2 separate regions of the Canis lupus genome follow, and region 1 is linked to region 2. The links are chromatin contacts, called in public Hi-C maps. All regions are on one chromosome and are shown on one strand. Each heading gives the region's core, a stretch centred on a gene start, on an enhancer-like site or on the middle of the called end of the contact. The rest is flanking DNA. Distances are from core to core; before and after follow the strand shown. Region 1 overlaps HTRA1 (serine protease HTRA1). Region 2 holds the start of HTRA1 (serine protease HTRA1).

What was found. A called contact is a pair of places that touch in the nucleus more often than the background predicts.
Region 1: a Hi-C map of skin fibroblasts shows a contact between it and region 2, with 1.7 times the contacts expected there. The contact joins the enhancer-like site here to the promoter of HTRA1 in region 2. A contact is called at or near these places in 3 of 9 Hi-C or Micro-C datasets (amygdala, skin fibroblasts and tumor fibroblasts).

Annotation. Positions count from the first base shown.
Region 1 is chr28:32,434,703-32,439,814 of UU_Cfam_GSD_1.0, reverse strand. The region is part of intron 6 of HTRA1 (serine protease HTRA1); the gene reads right to left. Among named protein-coding and RNA genes, the nearest start is that of HTRA1, 39 kb to the right of the region's middle. Within about 2 kb of position 1,429, at least 2 of the 20 cell types and tissues checked have an H3K27ac peak or open chromatin away from gene starts, as enhancers often do.
Region 2 is chr28:32,397,043-32,402,263 of UU_Cfam_GSD_1.0, reverse strand. HTRA1 (serine protease HTRA1) reads right to left here and starts at 3,674. Exons shown (of 12, transcript XM_038577982.1): 1 at 3,522-3,674; 2 at 2,944-3,072; 3 at 2,851-2,883; 4 at 2,444-2,849. The coding sequence starts at 3,674.

The sequences.
Region 1 (5,112 bases), core at 180-2,679, 40 kb before region 2:
GGTGGCGCCAGGGCTAATTGCTCCAAAGACTCATGGACATTTTTCCTTCTGATCAACTTAGCCACCTCCATTCTAGCCATTATGTAAAAATATGACTAGGCCCATGGAAGTAAAAGAACTTGGGGCCTAGCACATCCTTCCTCCTGGGTCATCAGCCAATAAGTCACAAGGTTACCCTCAACCACTCTTTGACAAGGGGAACACGGCCCCCCAGGATGGCCTTAGCCTCCTCAGGATTTGCCTGTGTTAGGAATGGGATGGGTCACGGGTGGACGGACCAGGGCTGTCCAAGCAGGAAGGAGGGAGGCTGTGGAGTGGTGACCATTAGAATCCACCAAGGCTGAGAGGAAAATGATTCATTTTAGAGCAGCAATCCTAATACCTAACTATACTTGGGAAGGGCTCTAGTACATATATGCTCCTTCACACAGTTTTTTGGGGAGATAGGGATGGGAACAAGAGGAGAGATCTGCTTCTAAAAACAGTAATGGTCACGAGGGGCACCAGGGTAGCAGTCGGTTGGCTGTCCCACTCTTGGTTTCAGCTCAGGTCATGATCTCAGGGTCATGGGATCGAGCCCGGCATCGGGTTCTGTGCTCAGTGCAGTGTCTGCTTAGGACTCTCTTCCCTTCTCCCTCTGCCGCTCACCCCTGCTCTCTCTCTTCCTCAAATAAATAAATCTTAAAAAAAAAAAAAAAAAAGTAATGCTCACGAAATGTCTGTGTTGGTCAGTGCAAGACACAAATGATCCAAGCAGAGCCTGGCCAAGCCCACCCCTTGGATGCGTGCCCTACGTGCCTCATGCTTTGTCATTCCCTTGGCCCTTACAGCCAGCCACCCATGAGGACAGATCATCCTGCCTGTTCTGCTGACCACATTCCCACAGTGAGGTGGTAGCAATACCAGGAATCCTCCCCAGGCCTCCAATCCAGGTGTTCCTCTCTCCAGCCTACCCTGCTGAGTGCCCACAGGTTCACACTGCAGGACCTTTCCACAGGGGCCAGTAAGGGCAACAGAGATGACATACAGCAGGGCAACTGGGGAGTCAGAGGAGGCTGCATTCACAAGTCCTCAGGGTGAGGGCCTGGGCCATGCTGTTTCTCCAGTGCTGGGAGCCTGAATTATCCTCAGACAAGCCCAAGCCGGGGCATGAAGGCAGGCCTGTGCAGCACCAGCTGTTTCTAGGACTTTCCGTGGGGCCTAGACTCATACTGAGGATGAATCACAACCCCCAGAGCCCCCCAGGAAGAAAATCTGGGTGTGTGCTGAGTAATGCCCCTGGATGATGGCTTCCTTCAGGCTTCTTCTTCAGCAGCAGCTAAGGGTGGTGCAGAAGACTCAGAAACACACACAAACCATATGCATACACATGTGCACACGCACACACGCAGGCACACATGCACATACATGCACACGGGCACGCACACACATGCCAGCTCGGCCTCTGCAGATCCCAGGAGCACAATGTCCCAGGCAGCAGGACAGCTGGGCTCAGACCTGGTCCTGTATTAATTGTGTGGTAGATTACCACAGGTGACAGGTAGGTCACCCTGTGACCTTGAGCCACCTGATTGACCTCTCTGAGTCCCGATTTTACCACTTCTAAAATAAGGCTGTTGAGGCTGGTGATGCCAATGTCATCCCAGCTCTGACAAACTAGGGTCTTTTCCAAAAGACCTGGCTGGTTTCCCAAAAGCCTATTAGCAGACAATGGTCAAACTGGTGAGATTAAAACAGGGACCATAGTCCTTAATAAATCTCTTTTCATACAACCTCCCAATGGGGTCAGATGAGCCCTGCAAACTCCAGCCACAAGAGGAGACGAGACTCCTGGAATTCTCCAGATGCTGGCTCAGCCAGTCGTCATCTAAAGAGGCTCTAACAGCAATGGCCTGTCAATCGTGCAGTCTCTGGCCACACTGCGTTTGGCCCTAAAAGGACCTGAGTGCCCATTCCAAGGCTCTCTCCTTCCCTGAAACTTGCAGAGAACGGCAATAAAACAAACCAATAAAGCTAAAGGAAAAAAAATTAGCCTAATGAGGCAAGTGAACTACTTTTTCTTCCTTGGAAAGTATAAAGTACTCCTGTTACAAAAATATGTTTTGTTGCGGAATCCGCAGGAGCCACTGCCTCCGCCAGCAGCCCAGCACGCTCGTTTTCAAGGGGCTGGGGCTTCCAGGCCGGTCCTGTGTGTCGGCCGAAGCTTGCTTCAAAGGCTAATGTTGCAGCAGCTGGCTGGGACTCAACTGAGTGATTCAATGTGCTTTCTGGAAACAGTTATGCTAACCTTTCATTTTCTTTTAAAAATATGTGATGGAGAAAATAGCACAACCCCCCCAACCCAGCAAGAAGCAGAGCCCTAGAACTTGCATGCTTCCCAAGGCAAAGAAAACTAGGCAGCAGAGGCATTTTGGCGGGGGGATGCGGGGGTCAGCATCTAAGACTGTTCCATGGATGGCATGGGGGAGGGTTCAGGTGGGGGAGACAGGAGAAGTGAGGGAGGTGGGGGGAGGGGAGAGAAAGAGGAACAGAGCATGGTGGTGCCCAAGCAGAAAGAGAAAGAGCAAATGCAACAATCTGTCCTCTCTGTTGACAAACACCACCATAATATTTAATATTTAGTCTCCTTCAAGCTGTATCAAGAAACACTGGCATTTCAAAAATTCCCTTACGCTTGTTGTTTAAACCACAAAATGTCAACAGTTCTATACGGGAGCCCAACAGCCGCTGACTGCACATATTCCGTGGCATCCAGAGGAGGCAATTATTGTCTCCATCAAGCGTAACTCTGGTCTTCACATATGCCTGCCCCTTGGATGGCTCCACTTGTATCCATTGATTTCAACCTCATGGATGCTGCTATAAGAGTTTGGGGGCCAGTAAATATTTATTTATAAAATCAATAAACATCAAAGTGAAAAATGAACGAATGAACAAATCGGATCTTAAAAGATCCTTCCCAAAGGGAAGGGCAGTGGTCTCTCTCTGGTTGATTTAGGGCTCAACATGCAACACCCACCCAATGTCTGTCAAACTGAACTGGTTCCTCACTCCCTGTGACCACTAAGAGCTTGTGCTGTCCTGTATGCAGAGAAGCCCAGGAGATATCTTTCCTTTCAAATTTATGTCTAAAAATGTTTTAAGAGGGCAGCCCAGGTGGCTCGGTGGTTTAGCGCTGCCTTCAGCCCAGGGCCTGATCCTGGAGACCCAGGGTCGAGTCCCACGTCGGGCTCCCTGCATGGAGCCTGCTTCTCCCTCTGCCTGTGTCTCTGCCTCTCTGTCTCTCTGTTTCTCATGAGTAAATAAATAAAATCTTTAAAAAATAAAATAAAATAAATAAAAAATAAATAAATAATTTTTAAGAGATATGATCTCCTCCACATAAAAATAATTGGAGATGGTCAGTGACCCAGGGCCTTTTAAAAAACATTAATTAACATATACTCACTATATAAAATGAGGCCATAGGGAACATTCTAATCACAAAACCAATGGTTTCTATGAGCTGCCCGGTAGCCAAAGCAAAGAGGGAAATACCATGAGTCTCACACTCTCATATCAGATTCTGGTGCCTTAATTAACAAGTGACTTGTTAATTAGCATGTGTATTAAATAGGCCTCAATTTACCAGAATGTCTTCTTTTTCCTTTGCCATAGAAGGTGGTCACGATGATTTTAGGAAACCAGTTTTGGGAAATTCCATCTATACCATTATGAAAAGAAGTAACCAGTTCATTACAAAGCCTTTGCACCTTCAGACTCTCAGAAGATTGGCTACATAAAAAAACCAGAGCTTCCCAGAACGTGACCAGCAATCCCCAAGAACAAGGCCAATAAGAAATGTAGACAATATGCAGAGCAACCAGCTAACCAGAAATGTTGGCCTGGGTTCTGAACGGCCCTAATAAATTCACCGAGAAATAAGTTTGCACCTTGGTCCAAAGTCCAGGTCCTCTAGGCTTGGCCCTCAATCTTCCCCTGGGCTGGCTCCACCTGTCCTTCCTATCCTTCCTGTCACCTCCAAATATAAGCCTCCCCAGCCTCCAGTGCCTTCTACCTCTTCTGTTTGTTCCTTTTCTGTACTCGTTACTGTATTTATCCCACTTTTCCTGTTTCCCAGCCGAGACTGTCATCATGTGGTCACACATGGCTCTTGCCCTTTGCTGATACATCCTCAGCACCTAACACAGTGTTTGGCCAAGACAGAGGCTCAGTAAATATTTACAGAATCCATGAATGAATCAAGAGTAACTGAAGAAAATGAACAAACCAGACCTTAAAAGATCTTTAGGATGTGAAATTGGGTAATAATTTTCAAAGCTTCTTGGAATTCTACTGATAATGCAGAGAAATGAGCAAAAATAAGGCTTTTCTGCTCAATCCGGCAAAACGGAGGCAAGGGCAGGAGCAAAGAAACACAATTTGTGCAGGTGTGCGCACATGTACTCGCAAGCACTCTCTCTCTCTCTCTCTCTCACACACACACACACACACACACACACACACACATACACCGGGCTCAAGAGAAAAAGCAAATGAAATCAGCCACTCTGTCCTCTCCCCTTTGGTCACCGAGAGCTTCACCTCACTTGGGTCTCATGAGCATACTTGGCCACCGGCACACTCAGCTCCTCTAGGACAAGGTGTTAATCGTCTCACACTGGGGTTGGCAAACTTGGTCTATGAAAGGCCAAAAAGTAAATACTTGCAGCTTCATGGGCCATGTGGTCTCCATCCTAACTATTCAACTCCAAAAGCAGCCACAGACTCTAAATAAAGGAATGGGCATGGATGTGTTGCAATAAAACTTTATTTACAAAAACAAATGGAGGGCTGGATTTGGCCTGCAAGCCGCCGTTGGCCAACCCTGGACTCACACACTGTTACACACTCAACTAAACTGTCAAATGGAAGCGGTGTCTGTCCCGCCCCCCTCCCCCAGGAAAGGGGTCAGGAGACATTCTGGATGGGCCACCTACAAATTCAGCCCCAACAACCTGGGAACTGCTTTGTCAGAACCATAAATAATAGACTTAATCCCATTCCCTGAAGACAGAGCGCCAAAGTGAAAAAAGGCATTACCATATTAAGAGAAAAACATAGCCAAAGAAT
Region 2 (5,221 bases), core at 2,425-4,924:
TTGTGTGGTTTTTAAGATTTTATTTATTTATTCATGAGAGACACACACAGAGAGAGAGGCAGAGACTCAGGCAGAGGGGGAAGCAGGCTCCATGCAGGGAGCCGGATGCGGGACTCGATCCCGGGACCCCCAGGATCAGGCCCCGGGCTGAAGGCGGCGCTAAACCTCTGAGCCACCCAGGCTGCCCAAGCTGGCTTGTTTTTGACAAAAATATGCGCTCTGCTTTCCTAATATCGTCACCTCACACCCAGACTATTGCGGTGACCCTGACTCTGCTCCCTGGTGCATTCTGTGCTCCGCTGCTAGGTTAGTCCTACGCTGGGACTTTCTTTTTCTTTCTTTCTTTCTTTCTTTCTTTCTTTCTTTCTTTCTTTCTTTCTTTCTTTCTTTCTTTCTTTCCTTTCTTTCTTTTCCTTCTTTCTTTTCTCTTTCTTTCTTTCTTTCCTTCCTTCCTTCCTCCTTCCTTCCTTTCTTCCTTCCTTTCTCTCTCTCTCTCTCTCTCTTTCTTTGACAGAGAGAGAGAGAGCACAGTAGGCAGAGCGGCAAGCAGAGGGAGAGGGAGAAGCAGGCCTTCTGCTGAGCGGGGAGCCCGATGTGGGGCTCGATCCGGGGACCCTGGGATCATGACCTGAGCCGAAGGCACATGCTTAACCGACTGAGCCACCCAGGCGCCCCACACACTGGGATTTCTGTAAGCTGCCGGGGTCCGAGAACAAAACATCCCAGTACATAGCACAGCTGGCCTCTCCCGGGCTGCGGCTCTGCGCCCCCAGCCTGGGCCACTCTCACCGCCCTCTCCAAATGCCCCGGCCACATCAATCTATCTGCCAGCTCCCAAGCAAGTCTCAGGCTTTGCCCAGGCTGTTCCCCGCTCTGCCTGGAATGCTTTTCCTGACCCTCTGGAAACTTCCTTCACCCTGCCTGGCCTCCGTTCCTCAGCCTTGGGGTTGGGCACTGGGCTGGCCCGGAGTAAGGTGGTGTGCATTCAAATTCCAGCTGAGTGGCCTTGGGCAAGCCACTGAGCCTCAGTTCCTCTAACTGTGAAAGGGGCTGATAGCAGAAGCCCTCTCCTCATGAGCCTGCAAAGCCAAGTGAAGTCACATGGGTAACACCTAGACTGGGACACACATACCTGTGCCTTGTCACACCTGTACCTCAGTCCCTGTGGGGATCATTTCTCTCCAGAATAAGTCTCCTGCACCCCCTAACTGGGCTCCCTTCTGAGGGCAGAGGCTGGGCTCCCCATCCCCTGTTGCTGGACCACACAACCTCCTAGCTCTCCTACACAACTCTGACTCCTTTCTCCCCATGTTAGCCTACCTGTGCCAGGCCCTAGCTGGTCATGTTGGACTCTATTCCATCAGAGAAAACCCAGACCACTGCCCGAAGAGACTGCCCCTCTCCCCCACTCCGTGCACTTCCTCTCTCCCCACTCCATGCACTGCCCCTCTCCCCTTCTCCATGCACTTCCCCTCTCCCCACTCCGTGCACTGCCCCTCTCCCCCTCTCAGTGCACCGCCTCTCTCCCGGTCTCGGTACTCTCCCCCTCCATGCACCGTCCCTCTCCCCCTCTCCAGGCACTGCCGGTGCTGGGAGGCTGCGGCCAAGTGCACCAGCCAAGGGGCCGGCCGGCCCTGCACCTCTGGGTTGGCCGCAGCTGAACTCCGTCCTGTTTTCCACAAGGTCCCTGGGCTGGAGACGAGAAGCATCCCTCCGGAAGGTCCCGCGAGAGAAACAACTTCCCCACCCCTCGCCCCATCCCGACCCAGACAGTCTGGCTGGTACAGAAAAGATGCGAAAGGACGGCGGAGGGGTCCACTTCTGCATCCCTCACCCGCCTCAGGTTCCGCCACCCGGAGTCCCCGTCCGGCTTATTCCCCAAAACCACTTTCAGTTTGGGAGGCTGGGCTCGGAGCACGGGAAGCGGGCGGCGGCGCGGCCAGGTCTGCGCGGCTGGACCCGAGCCCGCCCGGAGCTGCGGCAGCACCGCGTCCCTCGCGTTGGGGCGCCCGGGATCGCGGGGGTGGCTGCAGGGGCGCGGGCGGGGAGGAGCGGCCGGCGGGGCGACAGCGCCCGGGGCCTGCGGTGCCAACGCCTCCCGCACAAGCCCCCCCACCCCCAGGCCCCTCGACTCCGGGCGCGCGCTCCTGTCTGGTTCGGCCGGTTCCCTGGCGCGCTGTGCTGCCCCGCGGGACACCCAGCAGCCGGCCGGGCCCGTGGGGACGGGACGGGGACGGGGACGGGGACGGGGACGGGGACGGGGACGGGGCGGGGCGGGGGGAGGGTCTCGCTGCGGGACGGAGCGCGCGGAGTTGGCCCCGCAGCGGGGCGCGGAGCTGGGCTCCGAGGGGCCGCGAGGAACGAGCGCTGCTCGCCGGGGCGGGCGGGGGTCGGGGGTCGGGGGTCGGGGGCCCGGGGCGGGGCGCGCGGGGCGCGCGGGTACCTTGGCCGCAGGCGCCGCGCTGCAGGACGATGACGGGCGGCTGGTGCAGCCTCTCGGCGCGGCGGCTGGCGGCGCGCAGCTGGCACAGGTTGGCGTAGGTGTTGGCGTCGCTGCCGCACACCGGCTCGCCGCTGGCGCACACGCAGACGCCGGCCTGCGCGCGCCGCCGCACCGTGGCCGAGGCGGGCACCCCGAAGGGCACCACGCACTGCAGCCCCTCGCCGCACGGGCCCTCCTGCAGGCCGCACGCCGCCCCCTCGGGCGCGCCGCACACCTCGCAGCAGCCGCACGCGTCGCGGACGCGGCCGCCCTCGCAGGGTCCCGGCGGCGGGAGGCAGCGCGCGGGCTCGCAGCGCTCCGGGCACCCTGCGGCGGCCGAGCGCCCGGCCCGGGACGGCTGCGCGGGGGGCGGGGGCGGGCGCCGCGAGGAGCAGCAGCGGCAGCAGCAGCAGCGGCGGCGGGACGCCCGGGGCGCGCGGGGGCTGCATGGCGGCTCCGACGGCGGCGGCGGGCGGGCTGGCGAGGACCGGAGAGCGGCGCCGGGCGGAGCGCGGGAGGGCGGCGGGGCGGCTGTGAGTGCGCGCGGCCGCGCGGCCCAGCCCATTGGCCTCGCGGCGGTGACGACCGCCCTGGGGACGGGCGCGGGGGGGCCGGATGGCGGGCGGGGCGGGCGGCCGAGCGGGGACCGCCCGCGGCGGGGGCAGGGCGGGGCGGGCGGGGCGGGCGGGGCGGGGTCCGCCCTCCCGGGTACGCGCCCCTGCGCGCCGCTCGCGGGTCCCCCGCGCGCCGCTCGCGAGCCTCAAGCTTAAAGCGCTCTGCCAAGGGGAACCTGCCGCGGCCCCGAGGAAGTCCCCCCGCGGGAGCCGGGGAGCCGGGGAGCCGCCGGGGCCGCGGGGGGGCGGGGGGGGCGGGGCGGCCCCGGGGCTCTGGCCACGCGCTCGGGAGGAGGCGGTCGCGCCCCTCCCTGCCCCGACCCCCGTGCCCGGCACGCGCGACCGTGGCCACGGCGGGAAGCCAGCGCCCCGACCCACGGTTACGTGAGAAAGCAGAGAGAAGTAACTAGAATATAATCATTTACGGTCGATTCCCTTAGAAAGGTGCTACGGGTGCGCCGCGTGCTTGTACACGCGCGGATTCGCCCCGCAGCCGGGGGCGGGGCCCGGGGAGGCCCGGGGAGGCCCGGGTGAGAGGGGGGCTCGGCGCCGCCTCGGTTTTGCACCACGTGCATCATCACCCGAAAACGTTGTTATTAAATAAAAGAGCTCTTCTTTGATGTTCCGCCTGAGAGCCCTCGGTGCATCCTTTCGGACACCTGCAAGTCGAGGCATCACCTGGAGGGGCCGGGGCGACTCCGGAGGTGGATCCTGGGGCCCTGGTGGCGCCAGGCCCCCGGGGCGGCGGCCTCTGGGCCAATGCGGAGCGGAGGGATGAAGCTTAGGCGTGAGGACCCGGGAGGAGGCGGGTTCGCACTCGCCCTGCCCAGGCAGAGACGCCCCAGGGCGGGTGCGCGGGGTGGAGTAGGTGTGAGAGGGTGCGCAGGACGCTTAGGGATTTTTGCACCATTTTTTTTTTTTTTTTTTTTGTTATTTGGGTGGTTCTCTTGCGCGCACGATATTTTTCCAATAAAAATAGTTTTGAGAAGTAGGATCCAAATATTTATAACCGCCCTTGCCCAAAGCACCTCCCAAATGAGAGCCAAGCAGGCGTCCAGGGTCCAGAGGGGCGCCTGGGACCAGGAGTTGGGAAACAGGAGGTTGGGCAGTGCGGAGCTTGAGAGAGATGTTAGGGAAGTATTTTCCTAAAGACGGAACCTCATCCTTGTGGAAAGAGAGACCTTGACCCAGAAGCCAATCAACCCTGGGCACCGGAGAAGGTGCAGCTCCGCTGATGGGGCGCTGAGTGGCTGGCTAGCTGTGATTACCCCGAAAGGGGGGTGCGTACGGGTGAGGGAAATAATGAACAAAGTTGATCAGCCAATAGGCCACCCTCTGTAGTCCAGCGAGCCATAAATTAAGGCGGCCTGCGATCATGAATAAATTGGCGAAAACTTCTTTTTGTCCAATACTCTTGTTTTACAGATGAGAAAACTGAGGCCTAGAAAGAAGTGACTCCCCCAGGGTCACACTACATACAAGTTAAGCCAGACCCCATCCTCTACCCTCCAGCCAAGCCGCTGGAGTGAAACAGATTAAAAGTAAAACTGCGATGCTGGGTGCGGCTCCTGGCATCTTCCCTAACAGAGGACAAGTCCCTGATGGTTCCACTGAGTCCCGTCCCCTCCCCCTCATTCCATTCTCCACCCTATCTCCCCACCACACACACTTGACTCTCCCCCTGCTGAATAACTTGCATTTTCTGGAACCTACCTTCTCCTGCCTAAAACCTTTATGCCTTTGCTCGTGCTCTTCCCTCCTCCCAAAATGCCCCTCTTCCTCTCCAGGGTGAGTCAGTGGGACACTGTGAAGCTGCCAGAGCCAGGCCCTCTGATGGGTTTGGGAGTCAAAAGTCCCACTCCTGGCCTTTCATTCTGTGACTTTTGATAAGTTGTTTAAGAACCTCGGGGTTGTTACCTTCCCCAGGAACATCTGGTGACTGTGCATCTAGTGACTAACCAAGGGTGTTTGTGGCCACAAAACTACTCCTGCGTTGGTTCACAACCTGGAAGAGATGTTCGCAAATGCAACAATCAGGACATTCAAGCCACGGAGGCCCTGTGGCCTTTCTACCAGGGAAGGAAGATGGCACCACCCTGCCGCTGGAACCCATGCCGGTGGTGGC